Regions from separate parts of the Mus musculus genome. Here region 1 is linked to region 2. A link is a contact called in public promoter capture Hi-C data. All regions are on one chromosome and are shown on one strand. The core of a region is the stretch at or near the end of the contact, and the rest is flanking DNA. Distances in the headings are between cores, read along the strand shown. Region 1 holds the start of Pla2g3 (phospholipase A2, group III). Region 2 holds the start of Tcn2 (transcobalamin 2).

Region 1 (5,589 bases), core at 2,775-5,274, 440 kb after region 2:
TCACTTACCCTTTGCCCTCAGCACAGTCAAGTTGGGGGGCCAGCTTAAAGCAGGTGGTACCCAGGAGATCCCAAACTTTGTCGGTGCCTGCAGGCGGGCTGTGGAGCCTCAGGAAACGTGCCAGACTGAGGGGAGATGCAGTCGCAGGCTGTTCCAGAACCTTGCCAGGTGCCCCAGCATGGTTCTGGTGGCAGGCAGCCCTCTCCCGAGCCCACCCAGGAGGCCTCACCGGCGGGTGCAATCGCAGTGGAAAAGGGGCATCTGGGCACTGTTGAGCAGGTGGAACTTGGTTTCCTGGGGCTTGATCTGGTGCTCACACTGGTCCAGGTGGCGAAGGCTTCGACAGACTCGGTGGGCACCTGGGGGGCAGATGTGGTAGTTAAGAAAGTCCAGTTCACCAGGAAAGCCTCACCTGGGCCTGCTACCATCCAGGAGACACACCAGTACATGTGTTTGGTTACACTGTCCTCTTCTGTCTCCTCCCTTATGTTCACAGAATGTCAAACACATAGCATGAATCCTTGCCGTGTGTGTGTGTGTGTGTGTGTGTGTGTGTGTGTGTGTGTGTGTACACATGCTCACACACACACACAGAGGCTGTCTGAGGGTCTCAGATAAGGATTCCTGGACTCAGAGACTGCTAAGCTGAGTCTGGGAGAGGAAAAAGAGAGCGGGATCCAGACAGAAAAAGAGCACGCGCAAAGGCCTAGCGTGAACAGATTGTGGGGGCTTCATTTTTTTTCCTTCTAGGCTTGAGTGCAGAACCATGCACATTGTAGACAAATGCTTTACCACTGGCTGCATCCAGCCCTGTATCTAGCTCTTGCCATCAGCCTTGGAGGAACTAGGGAAGTCTGTGAAGCTGAAGTTTCAGCTAGTGGGTACTTGATAGGGCCTGAGTGTGCTCAGTGTTGAGACTTTATCAGCTGATATTGCAAGAGGTGATGTACTCAACAGGACATGACACTACTCAATCTATAGACTACGGAAATCCCTTATATCTAATGAAGAAAGTTGGAATGCCCTGGGAGGTGTTTAGAACAAACAAACAAACAATAATAACAATAATAATAAAAACAAATAGGTAACACTACATTTGCAAACAGAGGTAAGAACACCCACCCAACATACCCCTGAAAAAGCTTGATTTTTAAGCTCACTTTGATGTTTTGGGCCATCCTGGAAGCCCAGATGTGGAACTCCTGGCTGGCCTCTGGGGATCATATCAGGTCTGGAGGAGATGGCAGGGGTCTGGAAAGGTGTAGTGGTAGTTGTGCTGTGACGTCTGGCTTGTGTCTGCTGTGGGCCCCTCTTCTGTGGGTGTTTGCTGGGTGCTGGGCTTTGGGGGCTGGGAGTATATGAGGTGGCCTCAGCCTTCCAGGAGGCATTATAGTAAGTCCTGGGCCGAAGGTGAGCAAGGGGCGTGGAGCCATATGCCCTGCACCTGAAGGGGGCAATTTGAGGCATTTAGTGACCCAGAATTCCTGTTCCCAAAGCCTCACAGAATCATCTCTGTGGACTAAATCTCTGCCAGTTTCTTTCTTTACTTCTTCTTTCTTTCTCCTTCCTTCCTTCCTTCCTTCCTTCCTTCCTTCTTTCCTTCCTTCCTTTCAAATTATTTTTTATATATGAGTACACTGTTGCTGTCTTCAGGCACACCAGAAGAGGGCATCAGATCCCATTACAGATGGTTGTAAGTCACCATGTGGTTGCTGAGAATTGACCTCGGGACCTCTGGAAGAGCAGTCAGTGCTTTTAACCACTGAGGTATCTCTCAAGCCCTCTCTGCCAGTTTCATCAGTCCCCCTCCTACTAGGTTGTGGGAAATACCCCAGAAGGGTGCAAAGCCCTAGCCCTGCCCTGACCGAAGGACAATGCATGGGTGCTGGAGGACAAACAGACCTCCCTCCCTGGTCTTAGAGCCCAGGTTGCCCTGCTGGTCGGGCAAGGACTCCAGTGGGGCAGCCACATACCCGCCCCACCAGTTCCAAGCCACACAGGCCTCCTGCTCCTTCAGCACAAAGCAGGGGATCTCCAGCACGTTGAAGAAGGCCACGCCCATGATGTCGGAGATGGAGTCACCCTGGCTCCTCAGGCACTGTTGAAACCTGTCCCCAGAACCAGAATTCAGGTCCAAGGACCCCGGAGAGCCTCCTGGGAACTTTTGCAGCCCACCCTACCAAAGGATCCTTCCTGCTCTAGAGCCTCAGTTCGGCCCACCTGCACGGAGGGTGGTTGGAAGAAGGGGCCCCAGCTGCTGGTCTTTAGAACTCTCTGGGTCCCTGGTGCCTAGACCCAAGAACCGGGTAACTCTACTCTGTCCCCGAGCCTCAGGCCCTCTCTTTCTGCTGCCAACCTGGCGTCACAGTCGCAGTGAGAGATGGTGTGGAAGCGGAAATTTCGGATGCCATAGTTATACTGCAAGGGCGAAATGGTTTGTGGGCACTGATCGTGTTCCCGGCAGCAGAGGTCAGGGCCGTGGAACACGCCTGCATGGAGAGAAAGGGAACAAAGTGGAGCAGGGGCCTGGATGCTGTGAAGCAGCTCATATATGCCTACCTTGTATAGCAAACGGCCCTCCGCAGTCCAGCTCATGGCCAGGGCAGGGCGCTTGTTGTCCAGATACAGGGCCCTCACAGCTCCAGAGTTCTCAGAGAAGACCACAGGCTGGCAGCCTCCTTTGCCTGGTCCAAACAAGGGAGCCCACCCACCAGCTTCTGGACTTGTCTTCCTCAGAGCTGACTCACAGAGTTCCCAAGCTCACACCCAAATAAAACTCCAGATAATGAAAGTGTGTGTTATGGAATGATAGTCAGGCCAGGCACAGTCTTTCCTCTGGCACAGCAAGAACATCTTGGGTGGCCAAGATGCCATCCTGCCTGCTCAAGCCTAGTCCTCCAGCAGCATTCCTTGCAGATATACAGCATTCAACCACAGTTCGAGCAATGGCGCCCTTTGTTGTGATGTTTACATGAGCGGAGTTCACAGCAGCCCCCAAAGGGAAGTGGCTCTTTATCTTCTAGATAAGGAACTTGGAGCTTCAAGAAGTGTCAGCTTGAATATGCTGAGCTGTACCCAGGTCTTTGGAGCTCTTGCCACTGAAGAACCTCATGGGTAGAGGTTGTTTAGAGCAGTAGAATCTGGATCCTCCTCAATCTACCTCCTCCCTCGAGTGATTCATGGGTTTGAGTAAGACCTTTCACATCCATGACGTCACTTAAGTGTCTCATGAAGAGCTACTCATATTCATACCCATTTTACAGATTTAAAAAATGAGGTTAAAGTGCCTATGTCACTTCTCCAATAACACAGCCTGGAAGAATGGGAGCCAGGCTGGAGTCCAACACCCCACCCCACATATACATACCATACACCTACCCAAACCCCGGGGGCTCACCCAGTTCTGAGGCATTTTCAGCAGAGTTCCCAACACCGCACCACAGCGTGCCAGGAATGGTCCAGCCTCTCCTCCTTCGACGGTGCTCTCTGTCAGGTGCTCCACTCTGCTCTATTGCTCGCTTCTCCCTGGCTCCTGTAGGACTATCCTGAGACCTTTGACATGCCTCCCACTGGCTCTGCAGAGTGGCCAGTGCTCTCTGCAGCGCAGGTCCAGGGGTTTGGATGAAGGAGTGCTGCAAAGGCTCATGAGCACAGAGGGCCCTGAACGCTGTGATAAGTTCAGATTCATCCTGCCTGATACAAACCTGCAGCCTGTGGTGTGTATCCCAGAAGGCCTGGAATAATGCCAGGCCTTGGGCATCTTTGCCCAAGAAGCTCAGGGAGCCCAGAGGGTTACCAGGGATGGGCTGGACCAAATGGCAGGAGGTACTGTCCCAGTGACGGGTATGGGAGCCCTCTAGGAAAGCCAGCACTCCTAGAAGTACCCCCAGGACCCCCATTCTACTCTAGTCCAGCCTGGTCAGACAAAGCCCCGGGATGCCTGCCTTTGACTGCCCCTGAGGCAGCTGCTGAGGCTCCAGCGGAAGCGATGCCCAGCAGCCCCTGGGTGTCAGGGCCAATGAATGGAGCCTAGGGAGGAGGAGGAAGGCTGGTGTATGGGGTGATATTGGGCTTGTAACCGAATCCACCGGCTGGGCAGGCTGCTGATTGGCTGAGGGATGCATTGCTGAGCCCACGCCTCCACTCATCGTGTCCGCGGAGCTGTCCAGTCACCTGCCCCGGGCTGCCCTGGAAGCATCTGTGGGAGCCAAAGCCTTGGACTATGAGGGTGAGGATGGAGGAGGGAGGTCAAGGGGGAGCTTTATCCCCTTTGGAGCCAGAAGAGAGTTCAGGGACTTAGAGGAGACCTCCAGAACCTGTCCTTGTACTCCTAACCCAGTTGCAACTACCACACCCAAGTCTATGAGATTGGCAAGAGGCCATGGACTTCAGTTAGGGCGGGTGAAAGAGGCCAGGGCACGGCTGGGGCTCTGGAGCCCACCTTGGGAGTTCCCAAATCTTCTGGGAAAAGAAGGTTGATTCTGGTGCTCTTTGCAAGTCCTGGTTCTGAGAAAGGCTGTTGGGATTCTCCAAAGAGAGTGCCACAGGATCCCTGCGACTTCCAGCACAGGTCTGGTCCAACGCCATACTCCTGTCTGATGGTTGGGATACATAACCAGAGTAGGACCTGATAGTAACCTGGAGCAGGACTGGCACTGGGGATTTAAAAGATAAGGTCCCCAAATAAGTATAAAATGGCTCAGGGGGCCAGGTCCTTCTATTCTTGGAGTATGACGCCCAGAAGGAATCATGTGTCCCACCCCCCCCAAGAGGCTTACGTCTCTGTATCATGGAGGGGGCTATACTCAGCACTGTTTCCCATGTCCCCAAGCTGATGTGTTATTTTGCTTCCAACCATCTGGTGAAGCTAGTAGTTATACCCATTATATAGATGAAGAAACTGAGCCCAGCTGGCTGTTATGTGCACACCTTTGATCCCAGCACTTAGAAGGCAGAGGTGGGCAGATCTCGGTGTTTAAGGCAAACCTGGTCTACATAATGAGTTCCAGGACAGCCAAAGCCACAAAAACCCTGTCTCAAAAACAAACACACAAACAACAACAGCAGCAGCAGCAACAACAACAACAGTCAAGATAGGAAGAAACTGAAGCCCCAGAGTGATGTAAAAATAATTCAAACGACACTCAGGTCCCCACAGGGCTGAGAGAGTTTAAAGGCGCAAATTGGGGCTAGCTGGAGCAGTCCCCCTCAGCTGCCATGCTACACTCTGCAGGAAGTCAAGTCCCGTCGAGGCAGAGGCAGAGCCAGTGTAGGAAGGGAGCAGAGAGTCCGCTTCAGCCATGAGGCCTATCTTTGTGGCTTCAGAACTAGCCCTGACCTGGAGGTAATAGCCGAGGATTAATGAAAAGAGAATTATTTAACCCAGGTGCCAAACCCCTCTCCTGAGGTTGAGAAAGATGTGGTGGCAGTGAGAGAAGAGGGTGTGGGCACAAGCCAAGGTTTTAAAAAAAGCACAGTAGTGGTATTCGCTGTTGTCGTAGGACCTGCCATCCAGCTCGGCTCCCTTTTCCACATTCCACAGCCTTCCTTGCCCTTCACTGGGAAGGCTGGATGGACTCACATCAAGAG
Region 2 (6,185 bases), core at 2,893-5,392:
AGACCAGAAGCAACCCACAGTTAGGGCAGAATTTACACATAGCTGGGTGGGAGGTGCAGGAGAGGCTGCAGTCTCTGCTGAGGGTCTACTGGCCCTCCCCACCCCTTCCTTCCGTGAGGGAATGAATGTCTGCAGGCCCCATCTCAGGAGCACTGCTTCCGACATACAGTGGTGGCTGCTGTACTTAGAGATCTGTGGTTCAAAACATCTTAAATGTCTTTATAACTAGGAGCTTTTCACAGCGTATGTGAATGCAAATTGTCCTGTTGGATACCTTTTAAATGTGCACAGGTTTTTGTCAAATAGATCCAAATAAAGCTGAAAATCACAAAGACATCTTCAGGAAAGTACTACACTCCAAGTTTACAAAGAAGCAGGCTTAGGGAAGCCTGCGTGCGTGCGTGCGTGCGTGCGTGCGTGCGTGCGGTACACATCTGGAGTTCGAGTCCTTCAGGGAGTCTTACCTTGCTTTTGAGATGTAATCAGTTGTTCCTGATGTCACTTTATCTGGGGTGTTCCTAAGCTAGCTATGATTGTTCATATAACCCTGGCAGTTGCAGGGTGAAGGCAGGAGGATGAACAGTTTGAGGCTGGCCTAACTTACATAGTGAGATCCTGTCTCCAAAACCAAACCATAGCAAAACAAAATGAAAACCAACAAGAACACACACACACACAATTTTTGGGGGGGCAAGATCTCACAACTAAAGCCCTGGCTGACCTAGAACTCATGACTAGCACAGGATGGCTTCAAACTCTTGGCAATGTTTCTGCCTCGGCCTCTGGAGCGCTTGGATCACAAGCATGAGCTGCCGTGCCCAGTTTAAGAGGCATACACTGAATAAGTTAAGCAAGCTCCCTACCTACTGAGCCACAACTTCAGCCCCTATTAACATTAAGTTACAGAGTAACAAGTGTGGCATTTGCACGAGTGTGCCAGTGTTCTCTGTCCTCATTTGTTCCCTCTCACATTACTCTTTTACCTCCCACTCCTTCCTGGTGCCCACCTCCCTATAGTCCCCTCCTGATCTCTATCCCTCTTTGCTCTCTTCAGACCTTTCCAGTAGTCAGGTCTCAGGAAATTCCTTTTTGCAAACTCTGGCATTTAGCTAAGCCAGCATTTCCTCAGAGACTTAAGAGAGTTCCTATTGACTGAAAGGAGTCATTGTCCTGATCTCTGACAAAAGGGACACATGGCTCGTCTGTTGCCCTATGCCTGTGGTGCTCATCAGCATTTCCTACTACCTCTAGTCTCTCTCAGTCCCTGATCACAAGTACCTGTTATGGAGCCATCTTGGCTGGCACACCCCTACTCTAAACCTCTCCCATCCCCAAGCCTTTCCTTCCACCTGTCTTCTCCTCTCTTTTCTCCTATCTAATTCAGCCATTTTGGCTACCCATTCTCTTGGCGCTCTTGGCCTCTTGGTCCTTGGCTTCTCTCTCTGCCCCATCTTTCTTTTACTCTCCCCTCATCTCTTCTCGTGACCTAGTTCAGTCTGAAACCTTCCAGATGCCCTTGGCTGTGCGCTCCCTCATATCTACATTAAAAACCTTCTCCATCATCACTAGAAGTGGTCATGTGCTCATTTTCCATCTGCTTCTATGAACTTTTGTAACACTGTGTATCTTTTAAAGATTTATTTATTATTATATGCAAGTAGACTGTAGCTGTCTTTAAACACATCAGAAGAGGGCGTCAGATCTCATTACAGATGGTTGTGAGCCACCATGTGGTCGCTGGGAGTTGAACTCAGGACCTTCAGAAGAGCAGTCAGTGCTCTTAAACGCTGAGCCATCTCACCAGCCCCAACAGTGTGTATTTATTTATTTATTTATTTATTTATTTTGGTTTTTTGAGACAGGGTTTCTCTGTGCAGTCCTGGCTGTCCTGGAACTCACTTTGTAGACCAGGCTGGCCTTGAACTCAGAAATCCGCTTGCCTCTGCCTCCCAAGTGCTGGGATTAAAGGCTCGCACCACCATCGCCCGGCAACACTGTGTATTTTTATTACACAATGAATGTTCTCCGTGTACCTGCATGGGTCCACATTTGTTCCGCCCGTTCTTCTCATGCGGTCTGTGTGCCTACATGTGGATTTTTCTCCTTGGGATTATATTTCTAACCATGGGCTATGTTCTAGCCCATTCACCCATGAACACTGGGGGTGTTGACCTTTTGTGTCTGGGAGGGTCCCCACGAAGGACCTGTGGACTGTTTTTCATGGGCAAAGGTCACTGAAGGTCAGAGGGAAGGTGGGGTTGAGTCAAAGGTCAACCAAGGAGATTCTGGTGGACATTCAAAACCACCAGGGCTGTGTGGGAAGTCAGCCTCAGGTCTGGACAGCTCAGGGCTGTGTGGGAGGTCAGCCTCAGGTCTGGACAGCTCAGGGCTCCTGAGAGTCTGTTTTCTTAGAAACTGGAAAGTTAAGGCAGGTGTGGAATGTGAGGTCCAGAAATTCCTTCCTTGCAGCTCCTGGCCGTGGTCAGAGTTATGTAGCAGCCCAGACTAGACTGGGGGGCTTCATTCTTACTAAAATGTTTTTGAATAGCAAAAGATTGAGAACCTATGATGTTAGGGGAAGAAAAAGAAATCTCCATTTTAAAAAAGTCGTAAACCCTCAAAGATTATCAGTTATCGGGACACTATCCTGAGTGCATGGCCTCAGGAGAAGCACAGTTTCCTGGTGACCTTAGCACAACTGACTCCATGATGAAAGTATCATTCAGGCTGTAAAACTCAGCATGTAGACAGCACCACCTGCCAAAACAAAACAAAGACCTAGCCCATCAAAGTCCACAGTTCTGGGAAAGTCTGAATGTACTAACCTTGCTTTTTGGCTTCTCTAATTCCATTTCTGGCTAACTGTTTTTGTTAATTGAAATGTGTCAACCCAGGACATGGTTTTTGTGCTTCAAGGCTCACCCTGAGAAAGTCTAGGGACTACGCAGGGATCCCAGACACCCAGTGTAGTCAGTGCCGGCGAATAAGGACTTCTATTGGCTCAAACTCACATTCGAGCAGTCTTCTCTGGTGAGCACCCACAACACTGGAGCCTCTTCTCCCTGCAAAATGCACGTGCATGCGGACTTCCCGCCTTACTCCGAGCTAATTACTGCTTCTCCCTTCCCTGCCTCTCTCCTTCCTTCACTTCTTTCTTCCTTCTCCCCATCTTATGTCTCCCTGAGTTTTGAGATGAGGTCTCAGTAGCCCAGCCTGGCTTGGAACTTGGAATGATTCTCCTGCCTCAGTCTCCCACATTCTAGATATAGGTGTGCACCAAGAGCCATACTTGGCTCCCCACCGCCTCTTCTTCCAGCTTCTCTTCCTCCTTTTAAAGAGATAGGGTCTCATGGTTACTCAAGCTGGCTGCCAGTCAGTCCTACTTCAGTCTCCTGAGTGGCTGGGGCTAGAGGTGTGCACCCCACATGTGACCCCCGCATTATGATAGAGTCCTTTGTCTTTTTCAGTTTCTCTGACAACATGACCTAGGCCAGCAACAACACATGCATTACGTTAATTACTGCTAATTAATAACTGCTATCCAGGTCCATATATATCTGTGTTGGGTCTTAGCTTGTGATAATTACCCTGGCACAAAAATAGATTCTCTTGAAAGTGTGACCTTTGACAGTTTGCTATAAAAATAGTTGTAACAAACATCTCATTTGAAGATGACTAGAGGCATGTTACGGTCTCAACATCTTCACAAGTGGAACTGGGAAATTGCTGCTAGGATAATATTGTTTAACCCTCTCTCTCTCTCTCTCTCTCTCTCTCTCTCTCTCTCTCGAGAGAGAGAGAGAGAGAGAGAGAGAGAATAACTTGAAACTCAGAGAGGTCACCCATCGCTGCTAGATTCATCCTTCGAGTCTCCAGTGGGGCTGGGCAGATAAGCAATGTTTTTTTTCTGCCAAGATGTCTTTAAGCGACGTTCCTAGTTCAGGGCAAGTAGCCCTGCAGCCCTGCTCCCAAAGGTTTTGCAACTTGCTAGATTCACTTGTTCTTCAACTTTCGCTGTCGCCTCAAGGAAACCCAGGCTGTGTCTGGTTGATTGAGACTTGTTTGTCTGGGCCGGGTCCAGCAGCTGCCCCGCCTCCTTGGCAGAACAGCTGACGCCAGAGAGCTCCGTCACGTGATCACCACAGTTTCCCAGCTCTGACCCCGAGAGTCAAAGTAAGTACTTTCCAGGGACTCCTGTGAAGTGCACCCGGTAGGTACTCTAGTCCTGAATGTCTGCAGCCAGAGCAGCAACGGTGCGGGTGTGCAGGCAGGGGTGGGGTGTGTGTGTGTGGGCAGGGGGCTGGGATGTGCGGGGGGCGGGGGGGGGGGAGGGCGCGGGGCGGGTGTGCAAGCCGGGGCAGGGCGGACCCCGGCGAGCACTGTCAGATAGACTTGGGACAGATTAGGCACCAGGCTTTCTGTGCTGCTTCCGGGGTCTTTAAAGCGTTCGGGACAGATAAGGTTAGCTTTGAGTTGCCCCACGGAGTCCCTTTTTGTTCTCATCTGGAGGACAAGCAGCTCTGCCCTTCCTTCCTTCCTCTGTTCTTTGGCCTCCTGCCCCATAACAGACCTTTCCCCCTTTCTCTCTGCTGATTTAGCAGCGTGCTTCCGGCTGTTGGAAGGACAATTAATCAGTGAAGCTGCCTCTTCCTAAGCAAGACAACAGTTGCAGTCAGACAAGCCCTCAAGGTGAGACCCAGGAGTCTCCCACCTCCCACCTGTGCCTGCCATGGAGCTCCTGAAGGCGCTGCTGCTCCTTTCTGGAGTCTTTGGGGCTCTTGCTGAATTCTGTGGTAAGTAACCAACCCGTGTCTGGACCCTGGGGTGGGGGGAGAAGGGCAGGGGAGCGGGGATATATGTGTGTGTGTGGGGGGGGGCTGTCCTTGTCCATTGGGGAAATTGGAAACTGGAAGTGGGGGATGGAGAAACTTACCTGCCCCTCAGGTCTCCCACAGCAGTTTTTAACAGGACCTTAGTGCTTGGGCATGCTGAATGGACACGTGCCCCCTGTCCCCGACAGGGTCTCCCCAGTTCATCCAGCAGTTTGTTCATTTACTCGGTGCACATGGGGCCTCTCTGAGATAGGTTAATAGGCCCGGTGTTTAGTTTGGAGAAAGGGTCAGGAGTACACAAGACTTGTCCCAGCTCTCCTAGGGTTTATGCTCTATGAAAGGGGCAAAAGGGGTGCCAAATTGGGTTACCGTGAGTGATGCAAAACAAGTCACCCTGAGGCAACAATAGAAAGCCACGGGGGTCCGTCGAATCAAAGAGAAGGATGGGAAAGGATGTCCAAAGACTAGAAGGACTAGAAGGCTTTGGGAAGAAGTCCCAGAGGGAATGGATGGGGGGGGGGGGCGGCGGCAAACATTCCAGGTACTTGAAGGTTCTCCCTGACTGCTCCAGATAGTCATCCCAGGGCTATAGTCCTCCAGAGACCTCTTATAGATTCTAGGGACCTCTCAAAACGTGATTGTGACCTTTAGGTTATAGGTTCAGGCACAGTCATACCCGGGGATCAGGCAGAAAGCAGGGGTGTCTCATCTCTCCCCTTCCTCCCGGGTACCCTGATTATCTGGTCTCAGGTGAACTCGGGCAAACCTTAAGCACGGATCAGAGAGATGATGCCCCAGCTCAAGATAACAGAACTGTACTGGATCCAGTTCTTGGGACCTGAGGCTAGCACCTTCCATAGGTGCCTAGACTCTCTGGCCATGTCCTGTTAAAGCTCCTTATCCTTGGGTCCCTGGTTGCTGTCTGGACAGTCCTCAGGGATTCCCACCTCAGCCTTGAGCTGTTAGCCCCAATGCCTGACCACAGGAGAGTTCCTCCCTTCACCATCATGAGAACTTTGGGGGCTTGGGTCCCAAAGTTCCCATTGGGTCCCTTCCCCAATGCTGTGACTTTTGTGAAGTGAGCCGAGACTGTTCCTCCTTCCTTCCTCCTTGGCGTGGTGTGAGGACACCACACTTGCGTCATCAGCCAAGGCTCTGTGTGCAATGAAATGAATAGGTCTGATCTCTAAAGTACACAGAGAGGACTCCAGGCTTCTGAATGCCTGTCAGTCAGTCAGTGAGAGGGCTAGACAACCCTGTGCACAGGATGCCTTAGTGCACGAGTGTGTGTGTGTGTGTGTGTGTGTGTGTGTGTGTGTGAGATAGGGCTGTGTAAGTCAGGGTACTGAAATG

The links. Promoter capture Hi-C pulls out the DNA fragments that hold promoters and counts their contacts.
Region 1: a promoter capture Hi-C map of neural stem cells shows a contact between it and region 2. The contact joins the promoter of Pla2g3 here to the promoter of Tcn2 in region 2. A contact is called at or near these places in 6 of 39 promoter capture datasets (the 3T3-L1 cell line, the C10 cell line, the HPC-7 cell line and 3 more), 2 of 15 datasets of contacts at CTCF or cohesin (the NIH/3T3 cell line and large pre-B cells), 1 of 484 Hi-C or Micro-C datasets (cerebellar granule neurons), 4 of 115 datasets of contacts at active chromatin or transcription factors (bone marrow-derived macrophages, embryonic stem cells, kidney and 1 more) and 2 of 9 other capture datasets (embryonic stem cells and macrophages).

The regions. Positions count from the first base shown.
Region 1 is chr11:3,486,662-3,492,250 of GRCm38.p6, reverse strand. It overlaps Pla2g3 (phospholipase A2, group III), which reads right to left and starts at 4,024. Exons shown (of 7, transcript NM_172791.2): 1 at 3,398-4,024; 2 at 2,357-2,489; 3 at 1,974-2,108; 4 at 1,161-1,444; 5 at 230-359; 6 at 9-125. The coding sequence starts at 3,899.
Region 2 is chr11:3,930,001-3,936,185 of GRCm38.p6, reverse strand. Tcn2 (transcobalamin 2) reads left to right here and starts at 4,142. Exons shown (of 10, transcript NM_015749.3): 1 at 4,142-4,210; 2 at 4,599-4,793. The coding sequence starts at 4,730.